Regions from separate parts of the Gossypium hirsutum genome. Here region 2 is linked to region 1. The links are chromatin contacts, called in public Hi-C maps. All regions are on one chromosome and are shown on one strand. Each heading gives the region's core, a stretch centred on a gene start, on an enhancer-like site or on the middle of the called end of the contact. The rest is flanking DNA. Distances are from core to core; before and after follow the strand shown.

Region 1 (6,757 bases), core at 257-2,756:
TCTCATCCTCTATAACCTCTCTACTATCTATTTTCATCAAAATCTCATAACATTTTTACAAATAAGTCACTTTAGTCTTTATGTTATAAAACTAATATTTAAACTTTACAAACTAGTCTTTTTTCATATCTAAGCTTAAAACCTAACAATTTAATACAAAAAACTTCAAGAAATCAACAATAATAACTTTTAAAAACTTTAACAATTTTGAAAAATAACACACAGGTAAGCTAGATTAAATTCCCGGAATTTCAAAAATATAAAAATTTAAAAAAAAACTAAGTACTTGAATTTTAAGGTTAAAGCTTCCAAAACGCTAAATAGCGTTAACCTTCTTTTGTTTATATTTGCTTCGGGTGAGTGGGGAAGAAGATAATGTAATTCCATCCCCAACTAACTTGATAATAATATAAAATTTTAAGTTATTTCTTTCTTTTTTTCTTTTCTTTTAATTAATTTAAATCATATTTTATATTAATCAATTTAATGACCCATGTTTGCTACCGTCAACTAATAGTATAATAACATGGTTTAATTGCTATTTCAGTCCTTTGACTCATTTCTTAATTAAAAGTCCATAACAATTGAACTTTTACTACTTTTACAATTTATTTCCTGTACCTAATTAATCATTAATTTGATAAACTTGGCTATCCAGAATTCAATTCACCTAGAATATAACTCCATAAATATTTAATAAAAATATTTATAATATCGATTTACAGAATCGAAGTCTCGAAATTGAATTTATCCAACACCAACAACTTTCAAATTGTTACAAAATCGCAAAGAGACAAAGAATTGTTCCCAAATAAAAAATATGCTTTTACCGAAGGGGTCAATAACATCTGTGTGAACCCTTGAAAATATATTTTCATCGAGCTGAAATTTGAGGAGCCAAAAGTATAACCTTCTTATCTAGCTAAACAACTTAGTATACCAAAATCATGGTTATCTGTATGGTACAGATTAGTAAATACATTTTGGTATATTATATCTTTTAAATTTTTGTATATTTCAATAATTTCGGTATATTTTAAATTGTTTGTTTCAATATTAATCTAAACAGATATTATATCTGATTTATATCTATTGATACAAACTTTTGATATGAAAACAAACACAAATACTAGTACATATCACTTTCAGAACATAAATATTACTTTCTATACCCTACATTCTAACCAATATCCAAAACCCATGGGAGAATTCACCATCGAATTCCCTTTCTTCCCCAGTTTCAATATATGCTAATATCCCTTCTTTTGGCCTTTAACTTTTGATTTTATCAATACTCAAAGAGACGCCGTTCCAAATATTTTCAAAGACCATGACTGTCACTATTTCTTTATTAACCAGCAATTACATTCATCCACTTGGCTAACCATTGTCCACAGTCGTAGTCAACTTCAAACTCTCACAGATCCAATGTATATTTTAATAGGATTTTTTTTTTGCCTATATATCAATGTTACAATGGTTGTCCACGTGCTTAGTCCTTATCGTAAATCCTGATTACCATCGTTTTGCGATTACATAACCGGCCGTCCTTTTCTTACTTTTTTTTTTCCAGATCCTTAAAAGTCAACACGCGTTAATCCATGTCTCGTCCAATCTCCTTTGATTCTACCCATCATTATGGCCCCATTTCTTTACCACACCAACCGTAAAAGGCATTTCCTTTTTCTCTTTTCAGTGTTCATTCTTTCACAATCGCTGCCTCCAATGGCCCTCGCTAACCCACTTTCACCTCCATCATCATGTACCAAAGGTCCGGGTCCTGTAATCCCTGCAACACCCTTACTAAGTTTCCTTGTACGTGTCCAAGAAACTGCTTTGCAAACTTATGGGAAATCGAATTTTGATCCTAAACACTATGTAGACTTACCGTTAAAGTCTAATCTTTCCACCACCGTGGAAGCATTCGATAAACTTCCCAAGACGGAAGATGGGTCAGTTTCTGTTAAGGATTTTGAAGCGTTTATCGGGAAGTACTTTACTGATGCAGGGGATGATGTTGTATATGCCGAGCCAGTGGATTTTGTCCCTGAGCCGCATGGCTTTTTGCCCAAGGTGGAGAGCCCAGAGGTGAGAGGTTGGGCATTGGAAGTCCATGCTTTGTGGAAGAATTTGAGCAGGAAAGTTTCGAGCTCGGTTCTTCATCATCCTGAATTGCATACTCTGCTTCCTTTGCCAAGGCCTGTAATAATTCCTGGTTCACGTTTCACTGAGGTTTATTATTGGGATTCTTATTGGGTTATCAGGTTAGTTTTTGACTTCATCATAATGTTTTTAATTTTAGGATCATAAAGGAATATTCTCTTGGAGATTGCTTCCATGTGGCTTCACAGTTTATTGGAGTTTTTAAGGAATCAACATACCTTAGTTTAAAATCTTAATGGGGATTGATGTTTAATATGTTTGTGCAGAGGCCTGCTGGCAAGTAAAATGTACGAGACTGCAAAAGCAATAGTGACTAATCTCATTTTCATGCTAGACACTTATGGTCATGTTCTTAATGGTGCTAGAGCCTATTATACCAATCGAAGGTAATGCTATTCAGTTATTTTCTTATCATTGTTTTAGGAATAAATGAAAATGGGTTTTCTTTTAACTTTTCATTTGTGCTTTTCATATTTTACATTATATCAAACAATGTAAATTACTACTAGTTTTTACGGTCTTAATTGCTCATTGCCTTGTACAACTATCTAATAGCTTCAAGGTCCCTTTTGCAGCCAGCCTCCTCTTTTGAGTGCAATGGTCTATGAGATATATAATCGGACCGGTGATGTCGAATTCGTTAAGAAATCTCTCCCACCATTGATTAAAGAATATCGATATTGGAATTCAGGTACTATGTATGTTTACTTTATTTGTATGAACAATTGCTTCTTTGTATAAGCTTTTTAACTTCCTCCTTTACATTCTGTGATTTCGTATAGATATACATGAGTTGATTATCCGTGATGCTGAGCAGTGTAATCACTTTTTGAATCGGTATTATGCAATGTGGAACAAGCCGAGGCCGGAATCATCAACCATTGTGTGTTCTTCACTCCATGTTGCCTACCTTGCCAATGTTCCTTTTTCTTTTCCTTTTCTTTTACTTCTTTGACTTGCTTGCTTTATCTGTCAGGATGAAGAACTTGCTTCCAAGTTCTTGAATGATTCTGAGAAACAGCAATTTTACCGAGAGCTGGCTTCGACTGCTGAATCTGGATGGGATTTCAGCACAAGATGGATGAGGTAATCTATACTATTGTATGTAGATGATGCTATTGGTTAACTGAAGAACCATCCCTAATGATTTTTGTGGTTAATTCTAATGTTGCAGGAACTCTTCTGACTTTACAACTTTGTCCACAACAACAATCTTACCTGTTGATTTAAATATATTCATACTAAGAGTATGTTAATACTTGTCTCGAGAAATTCTAAGATAGGTGGTACTCCCATGGATTTAATGACCAAATGCTGTTCATTTCTTGATATTAGATGGAACTTGACATTGCCTTCTTAGCAAAAACTGTTGGGGAGAACGCTATCACTGAGGATTTCCTGAGAGCTTCTCAAAAAAGACGAAAGGCATTCAGCTCTATTTTTTGGAATGAAAACATGGGACAATGGCTAGATTATTGGCTCAATAATGGCGCTGACTGTGAGGTTGTCTCCAAGTTCCATAGTTTGTAAAGTGATGATAATTTGCACTATCTAATAACTTTCTTTATAGTTTAGTGAATTTTGATAATGATCCAACAGGAACCTCAAACTTGGAAAGCTGAGAACCAAAACCAGAAGGTGTTTGCTTCAAATTTTGTTCCCTTGTGGATTGATTTGTTCAACTCAGGTTTGTAGCTTCTATTTATCTTACCTCTTGAAACTTGAAATGGAAGAAAGCTTTAAAAAAGATCTTTTGACACATTTTATGTGAAGATATTCATCTTGTGGAAAAGGTCACAAAAAGTCTTCAAAACTCAGGCCTGCTCTGTGCTGCTGGGATTGCAACCTCTTTAACAAATTCAGGCCAACAATGGTTAGTAAAAATGTCTTCAGTCACTTGAAACATATTATAATAAATACTATAGCCATTAACATTCCAACATGGCAACAGGGATTTCCCAAATGGCTGGGCACCACTTCAGCATATGATAGTTGAAGGTCTATCAAAATCTGCATCAATGGAAGCAAGGACAGTGGCAAAAGACATAGCTGAGAGGTGGATCAAAACCAACTACGTCGCCTACAAGAAAACAGGGGCAATGCATGAGAAATATGATGTGGAAAAATGTGGTGAGTTTGGGGGTGGTGGAGAATACACGCCCCAGACCGGTTTTGGTTGGTCAAATGGAGTTGTATTGGCATTCTTGGAGGAGTTTGGATGGCCTAAAGACAAAAAGATTGACTGCGACTGAGCTAGGGAATAAAATGGGTTCCAGCCTTTTAGGCATATTAATAATACTAGAAACAAAACAAGGTTTATGTTTCCAAAAAGCGTGTAGATGGAAATGCAATTCCTTTTTGGCCCTCTTAAGTGGGATTTTTTTCTGTGTTCAAACTTGAAAACGGAAGCAATCATAGGACATTCCCGATGGACATTTATCCACCGTATTCTAAGGCAAGACACATAAACTAAATATGGCTTTCATCAAAATACTAAAATTAGAGTTAAGGATTTTATGTTTTGAATTTTTGTACTTGTGCATATATTTTCTCAATTTAGAAAGATAATTTAAGTAAATTTAAAACTAAGTTCATTGACTCAATTAAATTATTAAATAAAAGTAATAAATACAAACAATGGAAAAAGTACAAGCCCGAGTTAGGCCCTCCCACAAATATATATTATTCATGGTAATGGTAAGGTTGATTTGATGAATACCATTTTTTTTAATACAATATTAAAGGTGAGGATAAAAATAACACAATTTAAACCCATATCACATGAGTGTTTGAAAAATTTTTTAACTACAATTCCGTTCAAGTATTAAATTATTATTCCATTCACGTTTAATATCCTATAAAATCAAAGGATGTTCTCCATCTTTTTGTAGTTATTGTATAGTTTTGAATTAAAAATTTTAGAGAGGTTAAATATAGATTTTATCTTGTATTAATTTATAATTTTTTATTTTTTAAAGAATTAAATACAATTTTCTTTTTTATTTTTGGGGGCAAAGCATAATTTTCCCTATATTAATTTATAATTTAATCATGGCGTAAATGTGTAAAAAGGCCTCAAACCTTTTTTAGAAAAAGCAATTAAGCCCTTTTCTTTTTGCACTCAATTGAGCACTTGAACTTTCAAAATGCATCAAAAAGGCCTTTAAAAATTTTCAAAAAAAAAGCAATTAAGCCCCTGCTCTTATTAAAAATTAGAAAAGAATTATAAAAAATAATAAATTTTATAAAAATTATTAAATTTTAATAAAAATTTTAAAAAATTAAAATTTATTAAAAATTAGAATTTTCTTTTATAAAAATCGTAAAAAATAAAAAATTTTAAAATTTTATAAAAGTCATAAAAAAATTTAACAACCCCTTTTATTTTCAATTAAAGTCATCATGTGTTGCAACACAACGTGGCATGTGGCGAAAAATGATAAAAAATAAAAATCAATAAAAGTTATAGAAAAATTATAAAATACTTCTTTTGGTATGATAATTTTTATAAATTCTTTTACGAAATTTATATTTCTTTAAATTTTGTATAATTTTCTTATGACTTTATAAAATTTTATATTTTTTTTATATTTCTATATATTTTATAATTTTTTACGATTTTTATAAAATTTTATATTTTTTACGATTTTTATATTTTCTAATTTTTAATATTTTAAAATTTTTATTAAAATTTAATAATATTTATAACTTTTATTGATTTTAAATTTTTATAATTTTTTTAATTTTTAATAAAAACGGAGGCTTAATTATATATTTTTTAAAAAGTTTGAGAGTATTTTTGATATATTTTGAAAGTTTAAGTACCTAATTGAGTGCAAAAAAAAAGTAGAGGCTTAATTGCTTTTTTCTTGAAAAAGGTTTGAGGGCCTTTTTCATATATTTTGAAAGTTTAGGTACCCAAATGAGTGAAAAAAAAGGATTTAATTATTTTTTTTAAAAAAATTTGAGGGTTTTATGCACCCTTTTTAGTCATTTATAAATTTTCCAAGAACAGAGCCGCTTGGTGAACGAGATTCAACATTTTCCTATGTCTTCAATCTAAGGTTGGTATTTTGATTGCTATTTTCCTCCTTACTTTGCAGTAGTTTTGAGGATTCTTGAGTCCGAAGGAGTTATTAATCTGAGGTGCAACACGAAGGACTTCTCTGATTGCATGAAGTTTACAAGAGAGCATATGCCATTCAGCTAGGCTTTCGCTTTTCTGCTGCCCTTTTTTTCAAGAAATATAAGCAGTTGAGCGAACTTGTTGTGATAGAATTGAAGAGTGGAGAATTCAATGTTGAATATAAGCAGTTGAGTAACCCAATGGCCAGACGTCGAGAAGGCCTCTGAGTTATGACCACTGCTTTGCTAGAGTGCTTGATAAGTGTAGAGCATGAGATGGCAATACATCAAAGATTTTTCTAATTCCTGCATTTTCTAACACACCAAAGGATGACAGTAAGTTAAAAAAACTGTTGAAAGAAGAATTCCATGTTTGCTATGTAACCAAACTGCTCGTGCAATTTAGAAAAAACATGCCCATCACCTTCAATCTCAATTCCACAAAGTGCACAACACGAATTCTTTTGGC
Region 2 (6,801 bases), core at 2,804-5,303, 130 kb after region 1:
TGAAATCAGTGGTTAATGAGTACGAAAGTATTTCTGGTCAACAGGTGAATTTCGAAAAATCTTTGATTTTTTTAATAGAAATGTGCAAAATGAACTCAAAGAGAAACTAGGAGGGGTGTTGGGGGTTCGAATTTCAAATAACCTAGAAAAATATTTGGATTTACCTACGATGGTAGGAGAAGAAAAAAGGTCATGTTCGTGGAGTTAAAAGAAAGATTTATTCAAAAAAAAAGAAGAGTTGGAGCACCCAGAATTTACCTATTGGTGGTAAAGAAATTTTACTAAAACAGTTTTACAACGCTTCCCATTTATGCTATGCAGTGTTTTAAGTTACCCATGTCACTTTACAGAGAGTTAGAAAGTCAGATGTGTAAATTTTGGTGGAGAAATTTAAAATATAATAAGGGTATTCATTGGAGTACCTAGTTTACTATATGTAGTCCAAAGACGTTTGGGGGTTTGGGGTTTAGGGATCTTGCATTTTTTAATACTGCCCTATTGGCTAAACAGGGGTAGAAACTATTCACCCAACCTAATTGTTTGTTTGCGCGCGTAATGAAATTTAAATATTATCCTTGAGATAATTTTTTAAATGCAGGTTTAAGAGCTTACCCCTCTTTTATTTGGCACAGCCTTTGGAATGCGCGTAGTTCACTAAAAAAGGGAACGAGCTAGAGGATAAGAAACGACGAGGCAACAAACATCTGGAATGATGCTTGGCTACCTATCTCTGACAGTGGAAGAGTGACTAGTCAGAATATAAACATCAACTATAACAAAGTAGTAGATCTAATTTATAAAGACTTTTTTACATGGAACTATGATGCAGTTTGGCACTTACTAGAGAGGGAACAAGTCGAGGCAGTCCTTACTATTTCGTTGGTAAGTAGGACATAATAGGACGTACTGACATGGAGAGGAGATAAGTCGGGCGAGTACATAGTATAGAGCGGATATAAACAGCTAATTATAGAAGAGCTACAACTATTGGATAATTTTAATACAAACCAAACAAATATAAAGGCCTATTTTACAAAATTTTGGAATCTCTCGATCCTCAACAAGATAAAGATAAAATTATGGAGAATAACAAACAATTATCTTTCGACGCTTAGCAATCTAAAAATTCGAGGACTCGGGAATGGTGTTGTGTGCCCAATTTGTTTAGAGGAAAAGGAAATTATGGAGCATCTATTTTGAGACTGTGAGTTCACACGGAAGGTCCTTTAAGGGGTTAGTGTATATTCCTCACAAATAAACACAGAACAAACATGGAAACAATGGTTAGTTCTTCTTTTTAGTAATAGTAACATTCAACAGTGTACAATCATGGCAATCTCATTTTAGGCAGTGTGGTATAATCGAAATAAATTCTACCATGAGGGGGAAAATGGGAGGGTACAAGAGGTTGTGGGATTTATAAAAACTTATGTGTTAGAATTGAATCAGATACAAACCATAACAGAGATTAATATGAAGACAAATGAGAACTTTTGGAGACCCCCGAAGGCAGAACAAATGAAGGTAAATTTCAATGCAATATTTTTTCAACAAGAATTGAAAGCAACAACAGGAATCATAATAATAAATTATGAAGGTTTTGTGATGGGATCGTGCACCTACCCTCTAGGAAGAAGTGGAACCCGACCACCGCGGTACAAAGGCATGTCTTTAGACTATCATATTTGGGGAAGGAATGGGGTTTCGAGACCTTGTTGTGAAAGGTGATACCTTAACTATTATTAAAAAATCAAGTCTGTTTCAGAGGATACATCGGTGATTGGTAACATAGTTGATGAAATAAAAAAGAAAAGACCTAGATTTCTTAACTTATATTTCAATATATCCCTCGGAAGGCAAATGAAGCAGCGCACACTCTCACAACACGAGGGCACAGTCTCTCTGGCCCGATCTACTGAATGGAAGAGGTACCTTCGAAAGTAGAACCTAATGTCATCAAAGATCAAAAAAGGATCTTAGAACAATAAAGGTTTATTTTCGTCTTTCTGAGTTCGGGGATGGCTTATTTCTCCAACAAACTTAGTTTTGGAGTGGTCTAGTATGGTGTTTCAAAGGAAAACACAACGATGGCAATACACCAGTAGACTCCAATGTGTTTACAAATGTAGAAAAAAAGAAATGTGTTTAGGAACAGAAAGGTTTTGTGGTTTAGTTGATAGGTTTTATTTAATTTTTAGGAATTAAGACTCTTTTCATTTCTTTAGTTAATGTTTTAGGAAAGCTCGAGGCACCTTCTCAGTTGCTAGCAGGCTTGTACAGCTATTAGGACAACTGTTTCTTTTCCATTTACCTTGTGTGTTTTAATTTTCTTTTTTTTCAATGCATATTGACTTTGTTTCAAAAAAAACTGAATGATTTATTTTAATATATATATATAAAGGTATACTTGCAAATTTGAAAAGTTTAAGTTCTTGGATAATTCTGATACTGACAAGTGGCACCATTAATTGCTTGACACTTCAGCTTTTTTAATATTATGATTAGTTGGCCCATTAGTATCTAACATTTTTAATTGCTTTAATTTTAATGTTTTAAATAAATACTACTACTTTTCATATATGATAATTCATGGAGTTACACCCATCATGATTAGTTTTGAAATCAAATGATTATATTTGCATTTAAATTGTAGGTAATTTTGTCACTTATATTACTATTTAGTCGAGCAATGTACTTAATTTACTAAAAATATGATATTTTTAGCCCTAATTTTACTTTGTCAATTCTTTAGTGGATTAATTATTGATGTTGGATGCTATAAAAAAGGCTTAACAATAAATTTGGCCACTAACGTTTGCATGTCTTGTCAAAATGACCCTAATTGTATTTTTTAGTTGTTTTTGGCCATTAACCTTTGTTCTTTTTTTTCAATCTGCTTTTTCTAACAGATTTAATGAAAATACCATTAAAAAAGTTGAAGGGGACGATATGGAATTTCATATGTGGAATATTTTTAATGATATATAATTTATTACTTATAATACATTAAATTAAAAAAACAATTCTTAATTTAAAGAAAATAAGCGTAATTATCTAAAAAAAATTAACTCACAAACCTATGAAAGATTGAAACCTTTTGAAAGAAAACAAATATTAAAACATTGAATTTATTTATTAAATATGTTAGACAAAGCATATTGAAAAAAAAATAAAGATTGATGGTCAAAAAAGACTTAAAATCAATCTTATCTGTGTTGAAACTTTTTTTTGTGTTTTCGAAGAAATTGAGTTGGTTTTTGTGTAAAAAAAGAGTTGATAAAAGGCGACTTCGGTAACTTCTATAGTATTGAAGAGTAGGAAATATAGAGAGTGCTTAGGGTTACGTAAAAGCAAAAAATTAAATTAAATAATTATATAATTTTTTATTTTAATTAAAGGTAGGTCCAAGTTTTTTTTTCAAAATAGTTTAAATAAATTAAATATTAATGTTTAACATTATGTATAAATTATGGTTAAATTGTTTATATTTGTTATTATGTATATTTTGTTTTATGATTTGATGTATATATAATTTAGCATTCATGAAAGTTAATACTTTTTACATTATATGTTTTTTAAACTAATATTTATTTATAATGTTCATTATAATTTTAAATATTTCATAAAATTATATTTTATCGCTTGTAATATATGTTGATTAAACAAAAAAAAATTACAATAATAACTCGTGCATCCCACGACAAAGAAAACTAGTTGCATTTTTGAATAAAATTATCAAAAATCGAAAATATTGTCTTTTGAAAATTAATTATCGAAAATATTGATATGCAAATATGGTTGTTACAAGTTCCTTTATACTGCTAAAAATAATTACTTACAAAAAGAAAGGGCCCGTTAGCACATAATTTAGAGCTCATAGTCCCTCAAACAAATCAAAGAATCAGTAAAATAATATATATATATATAAATTTGATATCTATAAGCTGTGATCCAACAAAATATTAAACCCCAGCCACTTGTTGGGACCTGACTGGATTTGACCCTAAATTAACGAACCCTTTGAACTGATAGCACTCTAATACACTTCCAAATCTAAGATGGGTCCAGACCCACATGCAGGGAAGGGGACCAACGAACCTTAGCCTGTTGCAGCAACAGCCATGAATTCAGTCCCTGGTTAAAGCTTGCTGAATCTTTGGAGGGGTCTTATAATCGAATAGGTAGACCATAATTGAGGTAGGTTCGAATCCGTCCATCCCAGCCTGCAGTAACTATCACAAGTCCCCACTTGTGGGAACTCAACATGCTTTGATAGGCACTTTTCAAAACCTTTAACTCGAACTTGCACACGTCAGATGCAACTGTCACCGGACTCGCGTTGGGGAGTGTCTCTTCAGGCCAAGTTGGAGACCCCTTTGTTAATGACTCCAATAGAACCCGCGTTAAAGAGAAACAATCTGGTGAAGAATTAGGCATAGGTTGTTCCGGCTCCACTTTTGGACTTTGATGTTTCTGCCAGCTTGGGTGGCTGTTTCTCCTCACATCCCCACCACCCAGTTCTAGGGATGTAAGTGTTGCAGGAATGGTCTCGATTCCACGCCAAGGTATAGCAACCGATGCATTGTGGGAGAGGAAACTCTCGCAAGACGAAATGCTTTTCACCTTGGAACTGTTCTTCTCCTGGTTGGCGTAATTCCAGATGTAGGTATTGGAATCCTCGCTGGCTGAGATGATCTGTTTCCCATCTTGGCTAAAAGTTGCAGATATCTGACTCGTTGCAACTCGAAAGCCGGATGCTGGAAGACGAAAAGAAGCGAAATCAACTACTACCTCGTGATCATAAACAACAGATTATATAAACAGAAGTGTGAAATACTCACCCTTCACTTTGCATATGACATCTCTCCCGGACACGACACGGACAAGTGAATCAGCTGAAGTAATGATCACTTTACTTGGATCAGTAGGAGAGAACTACAAAGTGAAACAGCAATATGTAAGCCTTCACCTGGGAGAAAAAAATATAATGAAAAAGAAATGTAAGGATTAAATTTAACCACCTCGAAGCCAGTTATCCTTTTTCCAGGTAACTTTTTTTTTCCTTGTAAATATATCGGTTCATCAAGTTGAAGTCGAGTACCTATAGGAACAGTTAAAATTATTCACCGAGGTTTAAGCAGAAACTACTAGCAACAAAAGGACCATTGGTGCAGAACACTATGTTTATTGCAAAACCGACCACCTTAGGCCTTAGCTAGTTGGATGAACTTAATATTATCCCATGATTAAATCTTTTTTTAACGGCTATATACTCGTATTATCAGAATTCAATGTTCAATAGCCGCATTAATGTACTATAAAATCCTGGCTTCCGTACATGAACATACCTATTATATCATAGAAGCGGCAGCTGCCAGTCATTGAACCAACAATTCCTCCCTACAATAATCAAACATTATTATTTTTTAAATCTATTAAATTTCAGGAAAGAAACCAAAATTTTCAACAAGCTAATAAAAGCAAAAGATTCGACAAACCTTTCCATCAGGCCGATAACAAACAGCAGTGACTATATCCCTTACATCTGTATAATCAATGACTCGACAACGAAGCACTTCCCAAATGCGAACTTTGCCATCAATTGAACCACTGATGAAATAATTGTCATCCACAGGGTTGAAGGCAACAGAAGTTACTACAGAATAATACACATGTTAATGTCATGTAATGAAAGACGATGACCAGCTAACAAAACAAAAAAATGTAATTAACTACTATTTCTGTACAGCTTGGATTAGGGTTATGGAAGGCCTACCATAATTGTTATGAGAAAAAACCCTCAAGCATCCATCGTATCCCACTTGCCACAGACGAACGGTCATGTCGACAGAAGATGACAGTAGAAACTACAACAAAGGATATATATTACATTTTTATCTGTCAATAGAGACCGAAAGCAATTTAACAAGGAAGATGAAGTCTAGGAACTTTACCCCTTTCTTAGACCACGAAAGAGACAAAATTTCTGCGCTGTGCCCTTGGAATTCATGCACAGGCTTCTCCAAAACTCGGAAGACCTTGGGTGGGAAAATGACGCAAGTTGAATCAGATGATCTCCTTAACCTCTTTATTTTATCTATATTTTGTTTATCGGCATTAAGAGGAATCAGCTGTGAGAGATGATTCATTCTGAAGTAAAGACATGATGGATCAAGATCTTGGATATCAAATTTGTCTAAACTGTCATCCTCAACAATCTTCCATACACGCAGAATACAATCTTCACCTGCAGTTGCTAGGAATTCGCCATCCAGACTGAACTTCATCGTCAAGATGGACCCTTCATGTGCTACAAATTCTTGCCCACAATAGAGGGAAGACAACTCCTTGGAATGCTTGCTAGATGGATGAGGTCTTACCCTTTTCATCCTTTCCCCGGGCACCGAATCATGATTACCAGGCATCGATGAAACATCAACATGTCTATCAACAATATGAGCCATGGCACCTAATTTTCTTAACCAACTCCTTTTCACTTTCCTTTTCACATCTATTGCAGGTCTTCCCTTGACCTCCCCATCCAAGTGCCGCTCAACCAAAGGAGATAACATAGTAGTTCGCTCAGACACTTGGGAACAAACAGATCTACTTGAACTTGAACTTTGTAAACAGCTTTTTATTCCATTCTGACACTGTTCAACTGTTACTGATTCCACTTGACCATCCAAATTATCGGCTTGACATGCAAAATGATCCTCAGGTTGTTGAGCATCATCGAACCGAGAAGACACCAAGGACTGGTTGGATGAAACCCCATGTTCAAGACCTGAAGTCCTCAAC

Evidence for each region. Hi-C and Micro-C count contacts between places; a contact is called where the count stands out from the background.
Region 2: a contact with region 1 is called in a Hi-C map of leaf, with 2.2 times the contacts expected there. The contact joins the enhancer-like site here to the promoter of LOC107951313 in region 1. A contact is called at or near these places in 2 of 34 Hi-C or Micro-C datasets (both in leaf).

The regions. Positions count from the first base shown.
Region 1 is chrA02:43,580,743-43,587,499 of Gossypium_hirsutum_v2.1, forward strand. It overlaps LOC107951313 (probable trehalase), which reads left to right and starts at 1,507. Exons shown (of 10, transcript XM_016886316.2): 1 at 1,507-2,264; 2 at 2,430-2,549; 3 at 2,739-2,854; 4 at 2,946-3,046; 5 at 3,140-3,249; 6 at 3,338-3,410; 7 at 3,499-3,666; 8 at 3,763-3,850; 9 at 3,937-4,036; 10 at 4,115-4,606. The coding sequence starts at 1,639. The coding sequence ends at 4,415.
Region 2 is chrA02:43,706,803-43,713,603 of Gossypium_hirsutum_v2.1, forward strand. It overlaps LOC107951314, which reads right to left. Exons shown (of 8, transcript XM_016886317.2): 2 at 5,955-6,801; 3 at 5,777-5,867; 4 at 5,499-5,656; 5 at 5,349-5,400; 6 at 5,022-5,101; 7 at 4,842-4,935; 8 at 3,752-4,757. The coding sequence ends at 4,168. Among protein-coding and RNA genes, the nearest start is that of LOC107951314, 4.5 kb to the right of the region's middle. Within about 2 kb of position 4,054, at least 7 of the 9 cell types and tissues checked have an H3K27ac peak or open chromatin away from gene starts, as enhancers often do. A contact at or near this core is called in leaf, where this site is marked.